2 separate regions of the Ovis aries genome follow, and region 1 is linked to region 2. A link is a contact called in public Hi-C data. All regions are on one chromosome and are shown on one strand. The core of a region is the stretch at or near the end of the contact, and the rest is flanking DNA. Distances in the headings are between cores, read along the strand shown.

Region 1 (7,334 bases), core at 1,914-4,413, 170 kb before region 2:
AGCATAACATCCACAACACCCAGAAACTTAGAAAACAGTCAGTACATCATAGAACCTGATGGGGGAAGAAAAAATGGAATTGATAAATCTTATCAGGAAAATAAAGAATTGATAAATCTGACATATTTGACTGTTGAAAAATGAGAGTGATTTTTGCAGAGTTTTTATAGGGTATGGGAAGGCTTAGCTGGATGTGCAAATTAAACTATGCAAATGAGGAAATTATAATAATTAATAATTAATTAATAATTCAGGAATTATTAAGTATAGGGAAAAGTTGTCCCAGAAAGGAAATCAATTATTTTTCATTATTTGTCTCATAGATAAACAATAACCTCAATAATTAATATACCAAATACAGATTTAACCAAACTTTTTTGGCATAAATTTATTGAGAAAGATTGGGGGAAAGGTAGGTGTAAGACAGCTAAAATTCTCCTTTATCATAAGAAGGCAGTAGGTGAAATTAATATGGAATATCTATGAAATAGCATTTTACTCAGATTATCTGATAATTTAAAGCAAGAGCTGGTTGAAAGTGTTTGACTCTGGGCACTCTGTACTGAGGATGAAGATGAGATAGATGTGAGAGAGCTAGGGACTGCTTTTGTTGTTGTAAGCCTTTTAGCTCCTTCGATCCTTTAGATTATATGCATATATTCCCTTGGTAAAAATTAAGAAAAGGAGAAGAAAGGTGAATGAAATGAAAGGTAACTAGAAGATGAAGACATGAGAAGAGATTCAATGAGTCAAAGTTAGAGATTGGGAACAGATGAGCTGCTAGACTGTCACCAGATCAGAAAGGCCTGGGGAGAAGCTTGTTGGTGGGGTTTGGGTGAATCCAAGAACATGCAGGCATCTTTTGCTTAATGGGTGCAGGCCAATAGTATTTAGGTTTGGGGATGTAAGCATATTTTTTTCTTAAATAAACAAGCACCTTTTCAAAAGTATTGTACTGGGAGATATATACAGTCTATGAAGTTTAAGTATCAAAAACCTAGAGATGTTCTATCAGGAAAATGTTAGTTGGGGAGGCATTCTGTAAGGTATGCCCCTACTTTGCTAGTTCAGCATTTAGGTTGCTGTAGGCTGCAGTCCATGGGGTCGCTGAGAGTCGGACACAACTGAGCGGCTTCACTTTCACTCTTCACTTTCATGCATTGAAGAAGGAAATGGCAACCCGCTCCAGTGTTCTTGCCTTGAGAATCCCAGGGACGGGGGAGCCTGGTAGACTGCCGTCTATGGGGTCGCACAGAGTCGGACACGACTGAAGCGACTTAGCAGCAGCAGCAGACTTGTGTCTAGTTTCTGTGTGTTCTTGGAGTTGTCCTCAGAGGTCAAGAAGAAAGGACTAAATTCCTCTTATGGACCTTAGAGACAGCTGGCTGGCTTGCAAAACAGGTTGTAATTCTAAAAATCAAAACATCTAAAAAAATCAGATGTTCTGCACAAGATCATTTAAGTGGAGGCCTATTTCTTATTGTTTTAAATAGGAAAAACTACAATGTGTTGCTCTTCAACTTAGAATATCTAATTTCCTACAATGTTACAAAAACACAGTAAAAAATCCCACTAAATAAGTAACTTAGAAATACAATGAAAAATACTTAGAACAGTTGCCTTTCTTTTTTGAAAAAATAATTTTATTTCTTTATGGCTGTGCTGGGTCTTCACTGCTGCTTGGGCTTGTCTCTAGATGTGGCGAACAGGGCCTACTCTCCAGTTGTGGTACTCTGGCTTCTCATTGGGGTGGCTTCTCTTGTTACGCAGCACAGGCTCTAGGGCATGCAGGCTTCTGTAGTTGAGGCACCTGGGCTCAATAGTTGCAATTCATGCACTTCAAAGCACAGGCTCAGTAGTTGTGGCACACAGGCTTAGTTGCTCTACAGCATATGGGATCTTCCCAGATCAAAGATTGAACCTGTGTCTCCTGCACTGGCAGGCAGATTCTTTACTACTGAGCTACCAGGGAAGCCTAGCACTTTTCTTGACCATTGGACAACTATTAGGCTTGTTAACAAGCAGTTACTTTACACAGTAGTACACTGAGTCTTTGTGGACACCTGGTGTCCCGGGATTGCAGACACTTATTTCCTTACCAGTGTTGTTGTATGGGCAGGCCACTCACGATGGCTGTTCTCTTGCTCTCTGTACAACCTCTACTATTACAGTCCCTGTTTTACCTGTATCCTGTGCAAATAACTTGTCATCTCCACTTCCCCCCACCCCAGGAGCTAAGACTGCTACTGCCAACCGCGATATGCAGTGGGGTGTTGCTCCAGGACCCTGCTTCAGATATGTAAGCTTCCCCATCCATTAAACCATAGATGTCACTGTTGCTGACTTGGGCCCTTTCTTTGGTCTTGAAATTGGGCAAACACAGGCCTTGTAGGCCTGTGGGGGTGCAGGCCAGTAGTATTTACATTTTGGGATGTAAGCATATTTTTTTTCTTAAATAAACAAGCACTTTTTAAAAAGTATTGTACTGGGAGATATATACAGTCTATGAAGTTTAAGTATCAAAAACCAAGAGATGTTCTATCAGGAGAATGTTAGTTGGGGAGGCATTCTGTAAGGTATGCCCCTCCTTTGCCAGCTCAGGATTTGGGTTGCTGTAGACTTGTGTCTAGTGTCTGTGTGTTCTTGGAGTTGTCCTTGGAGGCCAGGAAGGACTCAATTCCTCTTATGGACCTTAGAGACAGCTGGCTGGCTTGCAAAACAGGTTGTAATTCTAAAGACCAGCTTTGGCCAGTAAGGTGTGTTTGATTGGCTTCTACCTGCAAATTCTTTCCTCTACTGGGGTTCTGAAAGCAACCGTTCAGTGACATTTATTGAACACTTGCTACGTGCCAGGTATTGTTCTAGGTATCAAAGGTGAATAAAATCAGTGAAGCCTCCGCTTTCATGACATTTACATGCTGGTGGTTGTGGTGCTGGTGGGAGATAATGAACAGCTATACAAATGGATATATAAGGTAATATCAGCTAGAGCTAGAAAGAAAAAATAGGCTGTAGAAAGGGGAAGCAGCTATTTTAGATAGGGAGTTAGAAGTCTCCTTTAAGGAGGAGACATCTGAAGTGAGACCTGAGGGAGTGAGCAGAGAGAGGAGGCAGAAGGCACACAAATGCCAGAGACCTAAGGTGAAAGGCCGCTGGTCTCATTCCAGGAATAGTAGAGGCCTGTGTGGATGGGGTGTGGTGAGTAGGGGAGAGGGCAGAGTGGTGGAAGGAGAGTTGAGAGTGGCGGCCAGAGGCCACATGGTCAGTCTTGTTTGAATTTCATTCCAAGCCAAACAAAGCCTTTGGAGGGCTCTGAGCTGAGGATAGCAAGATAGGATTTACACCGATTTGAGTTCTTTCAGCTGGGAGCACTATACTATAGCTTATACTGGCAAGAGAGGAAACAATTTTTCAAAAAAGAAAAAGAAAAGGAACAGTCACTGCCCTTATGGAACTTGAGTGCACACAGTGGAATACTATACTAACAGAAGTCTTAATAATTGAGCGCCTATCTCATCCAAGGTAGTGGTGGTGTAGGTAAGTTGTGTCCGACTCTTGCAACTCCATGGACTATAGCTTGCCAGGCTCCTTTGTCCATGGAATTCTCCAGGCATGAATACTGAAGTGGGTTGCCATTTCCTTCTCCAGAGGATCTTCCCAACTTAGGAATTGAATCCCGGTCTCCTGCATTGCAGGCAGATTCTTTACTAACTGAGCTATGAGAGAAGCCCCATCCAAGGGGTGAAGTATTTTATATGTAAATGGGAAATAAGTTTGTAAGAATGGCTCCTTGGTAAAGCTGGATGAAGAAGATTTTAAATAAGTGGTGAGTTCTAAAAAATTTTAAAAGCAAAGAAAGCTGTGTCTTGACACAAAGTCCTGGGAGCGGCCCAAGGGCATTTCAGGCAGAGTGAGCCCATAAGTGCATTATAACAGTTCTCTGAGCCAGACTTGTAAATATGTGTCAGCTGAGGCCTAGAAAGTCTTATGCAGCCTCATGAAATTCCTTTCAAAAACTTAGTTGACTACAGGGATGTTTCTAGTTGCTTAAGTCCCTAAACAGATTTAGTTAACTTAATTTCAGTGGCAAATTAATTGTGTAGACATGGGTTGATACTCTTCAGAGGAGTGTTTTTGAAGTTTGAAATCCATGCTGTGTATAAGAGACCTTTGAGGTTCAGAAGCAAAGTAACTGGAGTGTCCAAAGTTCTGTGCCAGATATGTCCACGTTTTTATTTTTCTGAGTTTTTAAGAGCTGTTTCCTTGAGAAAGTTTAAAGATAATTTTTCTTTGCATGTAACTACATTTACGTTAAATATTTCTTGGCCTTTAGAATGAGACCTTGTATTTAAAAAGTAAAGGCATGGTCTATATTACAAAATGAAAAGAGTCTCACTATTATACAAAGGTTTAAACTACGATTTAAATGTTTTAATAGTAATTTGCTACACAGTATAAGAAAAATCAGAAAACAATTTGCACTGTCACTAATTATTATGTTTAGAAGTCCATACAAAGACATTGTTTCATTTTGCTTAGAATAACAAAAACCTCATCCGTATAATGGTTAAGGAAAATAGTAGTTTAAAACATTCCAGCCAGATGTTGACTGCTAATGAACTGCAGCAGCCTGGCCTCAGAAAAGATGATAAATCCAGAGTACAATCTTTGAAAAGAATCTCTTAATTAAGTGTTGAGCATGGACTGAAGCCATGTGCTCACTGGTACAAAAACCAGGAGGGCTTAGTATGAGCATTGGGTGGCCTGTGTTTAAAAAAATTTTGAAAATTTAAGCTACTATTGTTACTATGTGCATATAAAACTGTTCATATTGTATTATCATAAGAAAGAACCAGGTTTCTTTCAGTTACAGGGGATAGTGTTTGTGTCTTTGATTATAGTCTTTTTTAGGAGTAGGATTGGAAATGGAATCTTTTATTTAATGATTTTGAGTGATTTGGATTCTCTTGGATGATATGACTAAGCTATTTGCTGATTAGAAACCTTGCTTCACGGAGGTTGTTTAGGTCACCTCTGCTTTTTTTGTTTTTCCATTTCCTTTCTTAGGCTAAATGCATGTTTACCATTAGCATAAACGAAGGCAAACAAGACTAATTAGGGAGCAACAGTTTGGAGGAATAAGGGTCACTGTTTCCAAGTTGGTTTCAAATGAAACCACTGTTGCTGAAAATTCATAGCCATGCCTGGTTATGCCTTGAACTTTTGTTGCAATTCTTAGATTCTTTTCATTATTAGGTCACCATGTGTTGATGTCTCCAAACTTTGACTTGCACACAGCAATAATAAACATTATTCAGTATTTAAAGAATTAATTGGACCAATGTAGGTGATATTAATTTACCACATATGTCCATAGCCCTTACCTTCTACCTTTATGGTATACAGAGAAAAGATAAAAGATAACAATACAATGGTAAATAATCCTACCAAATTCAGAGGGGTTTGTCATCTGATATTTCCATTCATTTATGTTGATTGTAGCCAATTGATCAAGACTTAACCTTGTGCTGAGCCCCAGACTAGTATTTGATACAGTAAGCAGAACAATGGAAGGCTCTCTATAGCTTGTCCCCCTTCGTAACCAGTTTGGTCTATAACTTGTATGAAACCCCCTTCCCCCCCCCCCCCGCCCCCCACCACCCCATGCCTCAACTTCTGTTTCTAAAATGAGAGTAAGAGCAGCTGTTCCTTTAAATTCACAGGGCTGAATGTCAGATTAGCCAAATTCTTCCAGTTCTCTGACCTTCCTGTTAGGAGATTTTGGAAAAGTTTAGGGCAAGTGTTTAGCAAGAAAGTAGGTAAGGTATGAAAATAAGTTAGTAGTCAGGGAAGAGTCTGTAACTGCATGAGATTTTAAGTGTATTGGTGGCCATGAGAACAGAAAGGAGACAGCTGTTTTTGTAGACACAAACTTTATTTATTTTAGATAAACTGTAAAGTGACTCAAGGGAAAAGGTTAACTGATGAAGACTATTTATGATACGTTCTGGACACCAAGATTTGGAGATTACTATTGAAAAATATGGACTTTAAGTTGTACTAGAATTTATGTGAGAGTAAAAGATACCCCCCCTTTTATAATCAAGTACCTAGGTGTCTTATACACATCATCTCTAACCTCATGGTACCTTTGTAAAACAGGTTTATTACTATTATTATTTCAGTTTTGCAGAGGAAAGTATTGAGGCTTAGTGAATTTATATAATGTGATCAAAGACAAATCGCTAATGAATGGAGTTACCTGGATTCCAGCTCAGACAGATTTGATTCGCAGTATGTATATGCATTTTCCACTCTTGCAATGCAATGTACTCAGTATTGCAGATACAGGGAGCACACTGGAGGTGGTCCAGCCCCAACGTTCTGTGATCTTTCTAATGTCCTAAATACGAAATGAGTGGAAATAAATGATAATTTTTCATGTGTATGCCTAATAATTTGAGTTGAATGTTTTTTCATAGGTTGGCAGATTTTATACTCTTTGGCAAGATAATGATTGTTTTCTCTAGTTCTGTTCATCCAAAGCAAAGGGTTGGATGCTTAGGAAACAGAAAGCCCTAGGTATAGTCCTTAGGTTTAATTCATTTACAGTTTAGTTGTAGGTATTGGGTTAACCTAAAAATAGGAACATCACACAAAAGTAGCGTATACAAATTCTTCCAAAGAATATGAAAAGAGAGAACATTTCCCAACTTCTTTTATAAGGCCGAAGATCAAAGTAAATGTGCTTCCCTGATACCAAATCTGACATGGACATTACAAGAAAAGGGAAGTACACATTATCTTCCTCATGATTTTAGATGCAGACAATTCTTAACAAAATTATTAGTGAATTTAATCTAGTAAAAATGGGATAATAAATAGGGTATAGGATAATATATCATGGCCAATTTGAGTTTATTCCAAGAATTTCAAGTTTCATTTATCAAAATAAATCAATGTAATTTACCATATTGACAGAATAAAATGTAGTAATCTTGATACAGGAAAGCATTTGATAACATTTAACATTTTAATCATGATTAAATGACTGTAAATGACTCTAAATGACTCTGTAAATTAGAAAATAAAATTCAATATGGTGGCTACCTTTTGGGAATTAGGGAAAGAAATGATTAGGTGGGGATGTAAAGGGTCTAGAGTTCTGCCAATACTTCTTTCTTGAATTTGATGGTGATTCCAGGGGCATTCTATTTGTGACAGATTATTGATCTTTATGCTTTATATACTTTTCTCTATGTGTCTTTTTTAAAAAAGTAAGGCTTCCTTCAATTCTAGAACCAACCACTGTTAAGGATTTTTTGTGTGAGTCC
Region 2 (7,529 bases), core at 3,082-5,581:
CCTGCCAGGCTCCTCTGTCCATGAAATTCTCCAGGAAAGATACTGGAATGGGTAGCCATTCCCTTCTCCAGGGGATCTTCCCAACCCAGAGATCGAACCCAGGTCTCCTGCACTGCAGGAGGATTCTTTACCATCTGAGCCATGAGGGAAGCCCATTTAAAAGTTACTGAGATTTATAATGGATAACAGAACTTGGTGGAGAAAACAGAGCCCAGGTGGAAGTTATGACAGATAGATCCAATCCCTGCCTGTGACTGACTCTGGTACAACTCCTTACTTTTTCCAATTCTCATTTTTCAATCTGTAAGATGTGGGATATGTACAGATGATCCAATATACATTTTAGTTCTTACAGTCTATTTTATTCTAAACTTTGGAATATATAACATAAATGTGAACAATCTAAATTGTCATATAATTACCATACCTATTGAATGAGATGAAAGTGAATATCATCTTAATGATAAGTTGAGCTGTCAGAACTAATTTCAAATTGTAGTAGTAAAGTTACTGAGCCTAAACACTGCAGAATTCTTCCATATGCTCATTCCTTTTGACTGCTTTTACCAAGTAATGAAAAAGTGAAAAATTAGATGCAAAATTCAGTGAACGTGAACAGTATTCATAATTATTTGGGATCAATTAGAATATCTAAAATTGGAATACCTACAATAAGAATGCATTCAGATATATGTGTCTTATTTTGTATTAAAATTTCTTGAAACTATGAAACTCAGGTATTTTAAAACATACACAAAGTGCTAAAGTTTCCCATAGTTTGAAACACAGTTTAGCACTGACCTTGAGGAACCATAAAGCCAGTATGCTACATAATTTCACTTCTAACACTAATTCTAAGGTAAAAAATAAAGAAACAAAGAAAGTGAGGAGTAAAGAAGAAAGAAGGAAAGAAAGTCACAATACCAATGTAGTAAAAGAAATAATATGTATTATGTAAATAATCTTATTTCTAAAAGCTTTTTCATAGGCTGTATATACTTTCTTGATAGTATATACTATATATAGTATATACTTCCAGGTAAATTCTCCTAGAAAGGGAAGCTTACATCTGTATCCTTTCAGTAGGCTCCAAACTGTTGTCAAGTTTTGCTGCTATCTTACTGAAGAATAAGCCTGTCAGACTTCTTCATAAATAGAGGCTAACTCACTGTTGTCTACAGAAAATCCTAAGGTAGTCCATTGAAAAATATACAGAGAATGACATAGAAGAGAATTCTGATACTCATTTTCTTATTATATAATAACATAGAATAGAATTCTAATATTTATTTCCTTACTAATTTTAAAATTGAGTACCTCATACAAAAAATGCAAATTGCCGTTGGTGAAGTTGAAGCCACTGCATCCAGGTACAAAGAAATTGCTCAGAAGAATTTGTTTAAAAGTCAAAGAAAACAAAAAACTGAAATTACAAAACTTATTGTTTATATCTCTCAATCCTTAACTGAATTAATGAATAAAAGCTGTTTCCTTCCTGTTTCATTAAAATGAGAAACTAAAAGGTAATTGGATTATCTACTAGGTTGAAATACCAAGTACAGAAAGTGGAAAAGATCAAAATTAAACTTTGAATTTCATGTGTTCTGATGCCCTAACTTCGTTCACACATTGTTGAATGTTCTTCGGAGGCCTTTTAAGGTGGGATACATTAAAATGTCTCAGGTGATAAAATTTGGCATGAAAAGTTGGACATCGTCTACATGAACAGCGGTTCTCTGGGTTACCATAGGAAAGTCCCTAGTCCATTTTCATGGCTTTGCTTTGAATGAAAGGGAAAATGACCTAAAGATATTAACGGATCTTGAGTTTCTGCTTGTTTCACCAGCAGAAGCACCGCTCCCTCATAGGAATGTGGTTTATAAGATGTTGCTAAGATAATGGATTGGAGTAGGTAGGTAAGGTGAAAAATCTGGGAGTATAATTCTGCTTCCAGAAGTGTTAGGCTGGGGCAGGTGAATGGAGGGTTGGAGGAAGAGAAGGGGAGTGATAGGGAGTGGATATGACGACTCATGTCTCACATTTTTGTTGTTGTTTAGTCGCTCAGTCGTGTCCAACTCTTTTGCGACCCCATGGAGTGTAGCCTGCCAGGCTCCACTGTCCATGGACTTTGCCAGGCAAGGACACTGGAGTGGGTTGCCATTACCTTCTTCAGGGGATCTTCCTGACCCAGGGATAGAATCTATGTCTCCTGCACTGGCCAGCCTATTCTTTACCACTGAGCCACCTGGGAAGCCCCTCACATCTTTAGGGAATTGAGAAAATCATTTAAGCTACCTTGGGTTGTAAGAGTCTCACTTCAGGCTTAATTACAGTGCTATCTTGTGAAATATTTTATATCTAAATAAGATTGAGTAAATGGCAGAAAAAATGCACCAAGGATACCAACAGAAACAAGACTTGTATTAGTAACTGTATAAGCAAGACTCGGCTATGTAAAAATAGGAATTTATAAAAGGCCAGGAGCTGCTGAATTGCGTTTCTGACTCTGGAAGAGAGAGAAGTTATCACTGGAGAACTGGTCCTGAGATAACACACTACTCTTACCCAGGAGGCAAGAAAGCCTCTCCTCTAACTTGTTCTCTGGTGGCACCATATTTAGCTTTTTAGTAGGCTTCTAAGAGGTGAAACTAGAACCTAACCGAATTAATAATAATAGTAGTAAAAGTACAAAATGCCCCTCCAAAATGAAATAAGAATCCACATTCCCTGCAGAAGTAGAGCATTAATAATACCACAAAGGGACTGGCAACGGCTGGTCAGTCCTTCCACTGATGTAGTCAGAGCTTTCCACTTGGGGACAAGGCCAGAGGGTGAATTTAGATAATTGGCCCAGGCAGCCCATCAGCAGACAGAGGCAATCACTCCACACCTGACACAAATAACTGCTGTTTAAGCTGGGAGTTGAGGTGCCAAGTGAGAGACAGCAGCAGTGCACTTGGGCAAATGACAACTGCCCTGAAAGACAGATGTGAACTCAATCCCTTGGAATGATTTTCTTGCTTTTGACATTCAATTACTAAAAAAGTTTTTCTCTTCCCGTTTCTTTAGAGAAGGAATTCTTAATAGCCATAAGCCATTGATTCAAGAAAAAGTATGCCTCACTTGTTGCAATTAAGCATTGAAAGTTCCATAGTAAGAAAAGGGTTAGCCATTCTGAAAACTGGCCAGTGATTTGGCAATATTCTCTTTTGGATTGTTAGACTGTGATGGGATATGGCCTAACAATTGGCAAAAAGAAAATAAACACACTGTTGTTGGATTTGACTTTGACCACAAAATCTTCAGCGATTTAATTGTCAACAATTCTTTGGATAAGTTCCTGCTCAACAAGAATCTCTGCTAGTAGCTAACAAATATACATATCTCCTCTAAATATAAAGATGGAAAACTTGCTTATGCTTCAAAGAGTTCTTAGTAGGTTACCTAAAAGAAAAGTTAACTCACACTGTCAAAGTAAGAAATAAAAAAATCACAACAACCTCATTTAAAAAAACAGACAATGACAAACATATCTATGGAACTGAACCAAAATTGTAGAATTACTGACAAAATGGAATCCTATAGAATTGGTGACCTGCATTTCCTTAAGTAAGTTCCCAAGGTTTAAATTATGGAACATTTGGAAATAACAGCTATTTGGAAATAGCTCGATTTGGAAAGATTAGCTATTCTTTGAAAACTCTAATATTAAGAATAATTTTCCATTTTATGGTCTTCCTCTGTTTTTAGGCTAATACTGGTGTCTGGTGTTTAATAAATGCTAATAACATCTCATTGCCACAGGTGTATTTCTTATTTATTTTATAGATTCTTATCTGATCATCACTTTCATTTCTTATCAATCCAGAGTATCTGATCATGCATTTTACCTTGTGACTCAGTTGTATCACAACTCTTCAACCTATAGTTTTAGAGCTTTCAGAGACCCAGGTGAATTGAAGAGGATGTAGGATGCCACCTTTTAGATCTATGTGGAAGGGATTTCTTTTCTAGATTTTTCTATTTCTCAGCCTTGACTAAATATTGTAATCAGCTGGGAAACTTTAAAAAATACTGATACCAGGTTCCATCCACAAAAATTCTCATTAAATTTATTTGGGGCGCAGCCTGGGCTTCAGAAATTTCAAAAGTTCCCCAGATAATCCTGACATGGCTACAAAACTACGGGGAGCATATTAGATTACTGGGGAAACCACCACCTAGTTAAAGGAGAATCTAGTGAAGGCACGAAGAACCCAGGCATCCGTGTTAGTTTAAAGCTCTCCAGTGATTCTAATCTGCAGCTAAGGTTGAAAACCACTACTTAAGGAGCCAAGGCTTGTAATTCAGCAGGATCCCCGTAGGTGTCCTGGGAATGTTTTGGAACCCTTAGAGGGCTCCAGAGTTCACCTTTGCCCTGGTGGATTTTGAAATGGGCTCATCAGGAATGAATCTCTGGATAATGCATCAGGATTCAACATTTTTGACAAATCTTAGTGGCTCCAACGTTTGGTGAACTGGCTTGGAAATCCATGTGATGACAGCTTTCTAGCTACTATTTAAGAAGGCATCTTTGATGAACGAGTTCATCGTTGGGAAAAAAATAGGTCCTGTGCCACAATTTCACAATAACAGGCAGGTCTGATTCCCTTCTGACACTTTCAAGTGGTGCTGCAAGCAGGGAACCTGGAGTACAGGCATCAAGGCCAGCTTACAAGGCACTTAAATTAGCCATTTATGATTATGAACTGATGCCCCCAAATTAGGGTTTCACCTCCTATGGCCACCCTACAAAAGCAGTGATTTAAAGAGACAAGCTCCAGTCTAGAAAATCCAATAGGAAAGAAACTATAAGCCTAGAGGGTTTATCCAGATTAGTGAAAGGCTATGAACCTAAAAGTTTGTTCTGTTTGTAAATCAGGGATTAAAGCAAAGCTTTCTTTCCTTTCTTTTCTAAAGATCCCAGCTTTTTTTCCACTGCGTTAAAATAGCACAGTAACTTCTTTTACATTACTACTGGAATACAATACCCTTCTATGTTTTAATTTCACATATGGCACAAAGAAGAGGCAGGAATTGCATATACCTAAGTAATATGGAGAAAAAACAACATTAAATGAAATGGGCTTTCATATGAATTCCTACTTTTTATAAACTATATTCAAGCTTTAAAAAAATGTTCTGAGATATGATTAACATGCAAAAAGTTGTAATTATTGAAAGTATACAACTTGATGAATTCAGAGGTAAGTATATATCATCATAATCTATGCCATAAACATATCTATCACTTCCAATAGTTTACTCCTGATCTTTTTATTATTATTAATAGTAGTAGTAATAAAAGTACTTAACATAAGATCTATCCTCTTCAGTTCAGTTCAGTCACTCAGTTGTTTCTGACTCTTTGCGACCCCATGGACTGCAGCACGCCAGGCCACCCTGTCCATCACCAACTCCTGGAGCTTACTCAAACTCATGTCCATTGAGTCGGTGATGCCATCCAACCATCTCATCCTGTCATCCCCTTTTCCTCCCGCCTTCAACCTTTCCCAGCATCAGGGTCTTTTCAAATGAGTCAGTTCTCCCCATCAGGTGGCCAAAGTATTGGAGTTTCAGCTTCAGGATCAGCCCTTCCAATGAATATTCAGGACTGATTTCCTTTATGATGGCCTGGTTGGATCTATCTATCCTCTTAGCAAATATTTAAGTATACCTACAATATTGTAAACGATAGACACTACAGTGTAGAGTATGTCTCGGATTTATTCATCTTGCATAACTGAAACTTAGTATCCTTTGACTAATATCTCCTTGTTTTCCCCACCCTCCAGTCTCTAGAAACCACTATTCTCTGCTTCTATGAGAGGTGGCTAATATTTTAGATTTTTCCTGAAAGCTGTGTTATATAATATTTGTTCTTCTGTATCTAGCCTATTTCACTTATGATAATGTCCTCCCTAGTGGCTCAGAGGGTAAAGCACCTGCCCGCAATGCAGGAGACCTGGGTTCGATCCCTGGGTCGGGAAGTTCCCCTGGAGAAGGAAATGGCAACCCACTCCAGTATCCTTGCCTGGAGAATCCCATGGATAGAAGAGCCTGGTGGGCTGCAGTCCATCGGGTCGCAAAGAGTTGGACACGACTGAGCGAGCTCACTTCACTTCACTTCAATGTCCTCCCAGTTCATATCCAATCTTTCTACAAGCAAAGTAGGTTGGAAAATAAAAATTATCTGCCTTTCATGTGGTTCTGAAAATCACATCAAAGACTCACTGAACATTTGACAGTTTTTTGACCAAGATTCATATCTGTATTTGAGATACCTTATTCTGACTTAGGTAGAGAAGCCATACCAAGTTTACTAACAAGGAAAACATGATTAAAGTTAGTCAGCTATTTCTGTGTCTTTTTTCCTGTCTTGCATACAGGGTCGTCATTGCCATCTTCCTAAATTCCATATATATGTGTTAGTATACTGTATTGCTGTTTTTCTTTCTGGCTTACTTCACTCTGTATAATTGGCTCCAGTTTCATCCATCTCATCAGAACTGATTCAAATGAATTCTTTTTAATGGCTGAGTAATACTCCATTGTGTATATGTACCACAGCTTTCTTATCCATTCATCTGCTGATGGACATCTAGGTTGTTTCCATGTCCTGGCTATTATAAACAGTGCTGCGATGAACATTGGGGTACATGTGTCTCTTTCAATTCTGGTTTCCTTGGTGTGTATGCCCAGCAGTGGGATTGCTGGGTCATAAGGTAGTTCTATTTGCAATTTTTAAGGAATCTCCACACAGTGGAGGGAGGTGGGAGGGGGGGTCATGTTTGGGAACACATGTAAGAATTAAAGATTTTAAAATTAAAAAAAAAAAAAAAGGTTAAGCAAAAAAAAAAAAAAAAAAAAAAAAGAAAAGAAAAGAAAAAAGGACCAAACTCTTGAACTTAGCATCCTAACTTATGGCATAAATCCTTAATGCCTCTTCTCTGAAATATGGAACATGATAATTGAGCTTCTGCTTTTCATTTGGATAATATTCCATTATTAGTTTCTTAATTAAATATGTACATGATTTAGAAAAAAAATAAAGTTAGTCAGCTATTTGTGTTTGTATAATAATATATAAAGACAAAGGAATTAGAGTGGGAAAGGAGACAGGAGAACTATTCAATGCCCATGTCCTGGTAAAACTTGCCAGTTAGGCAGAAATATCCTTTGGATAAAAAAAGTTTGATATATACCTGGGAGAATTGTCTCCAGAGATTCTTCAGTAACATCAGTTAACTTCCCTGAAGCAGAATGTGATCACTACTAATGGAGTGGCCACAAGCACTTGATAGAGCCATTCATTAGTGTCCTAAGAATAAAAAGGAAGAAAATATCTTTGTCCCTGAACAGGAGAGGAAAGGCAAGAGATGAAAGGAAAGAGGACTTCATATACACATTAGTGAATTTTGTATTTTAAGTTTAGGGGGGACTTAAATACAAAGGATATTTATAAAATATAGCTTTGCTATTTTTTTAAA

Evidence for each region. Hi-C and Micro-C count contacts between places; a contact is called where the count stands out from the background.
Region 1: a contact with region 2 is called in a Hi-C map of liver, with 4 times the contacts expected there. The contact joins two enhancer-like sites. A contact is called at or near these places in 6 of 16 Hi-C or Micro-C datasets (hypothalamus, liver, muscle and 2 more).

What each region holds. Positions count from the first base shown.
Region 1 is chr7:59,145,975-59,153,308 of ARS-UI_Ramb_v3.0, reverse strand. All of the region lies in intron 5 of GALK2 (galactokinase 2), which reads left to right. Among named protein-coding and RNA genes, the nearest start is that of GALK2, 60 kb to the left of the region's middle. Within about 2 kb of position 3,163, at least 5 of the 54 cell types and tissues checked have an H3K27ac peak or open chromatin away from gene starts, as enhancers often do. A contact at or near this core is called in liver, where this site is marked.
Region 2 is chr7:58,980,778-58,988,306 of ARS-UI_Ramb_v3.0, reverse strand. All of the region lies in intron 11 of FAM227B (family with sequence similarity 227 member B), which reads right to left. The region is part of intron 3 of FGF7 (fibroblast growth factor 7); the gene reads left to right. Among named protein-coding and RNA genes, the nearest start is that of FGF7, 5.4 kb to the left of the region's middle. Within about 2 kb of position 4,331, at least 4 of the 54 cell types and tissues checked have an H3K27ac peak or open chromatin away from gene starts, as enhancers often do. A contact at or near this core is called in liver, where this site is marked.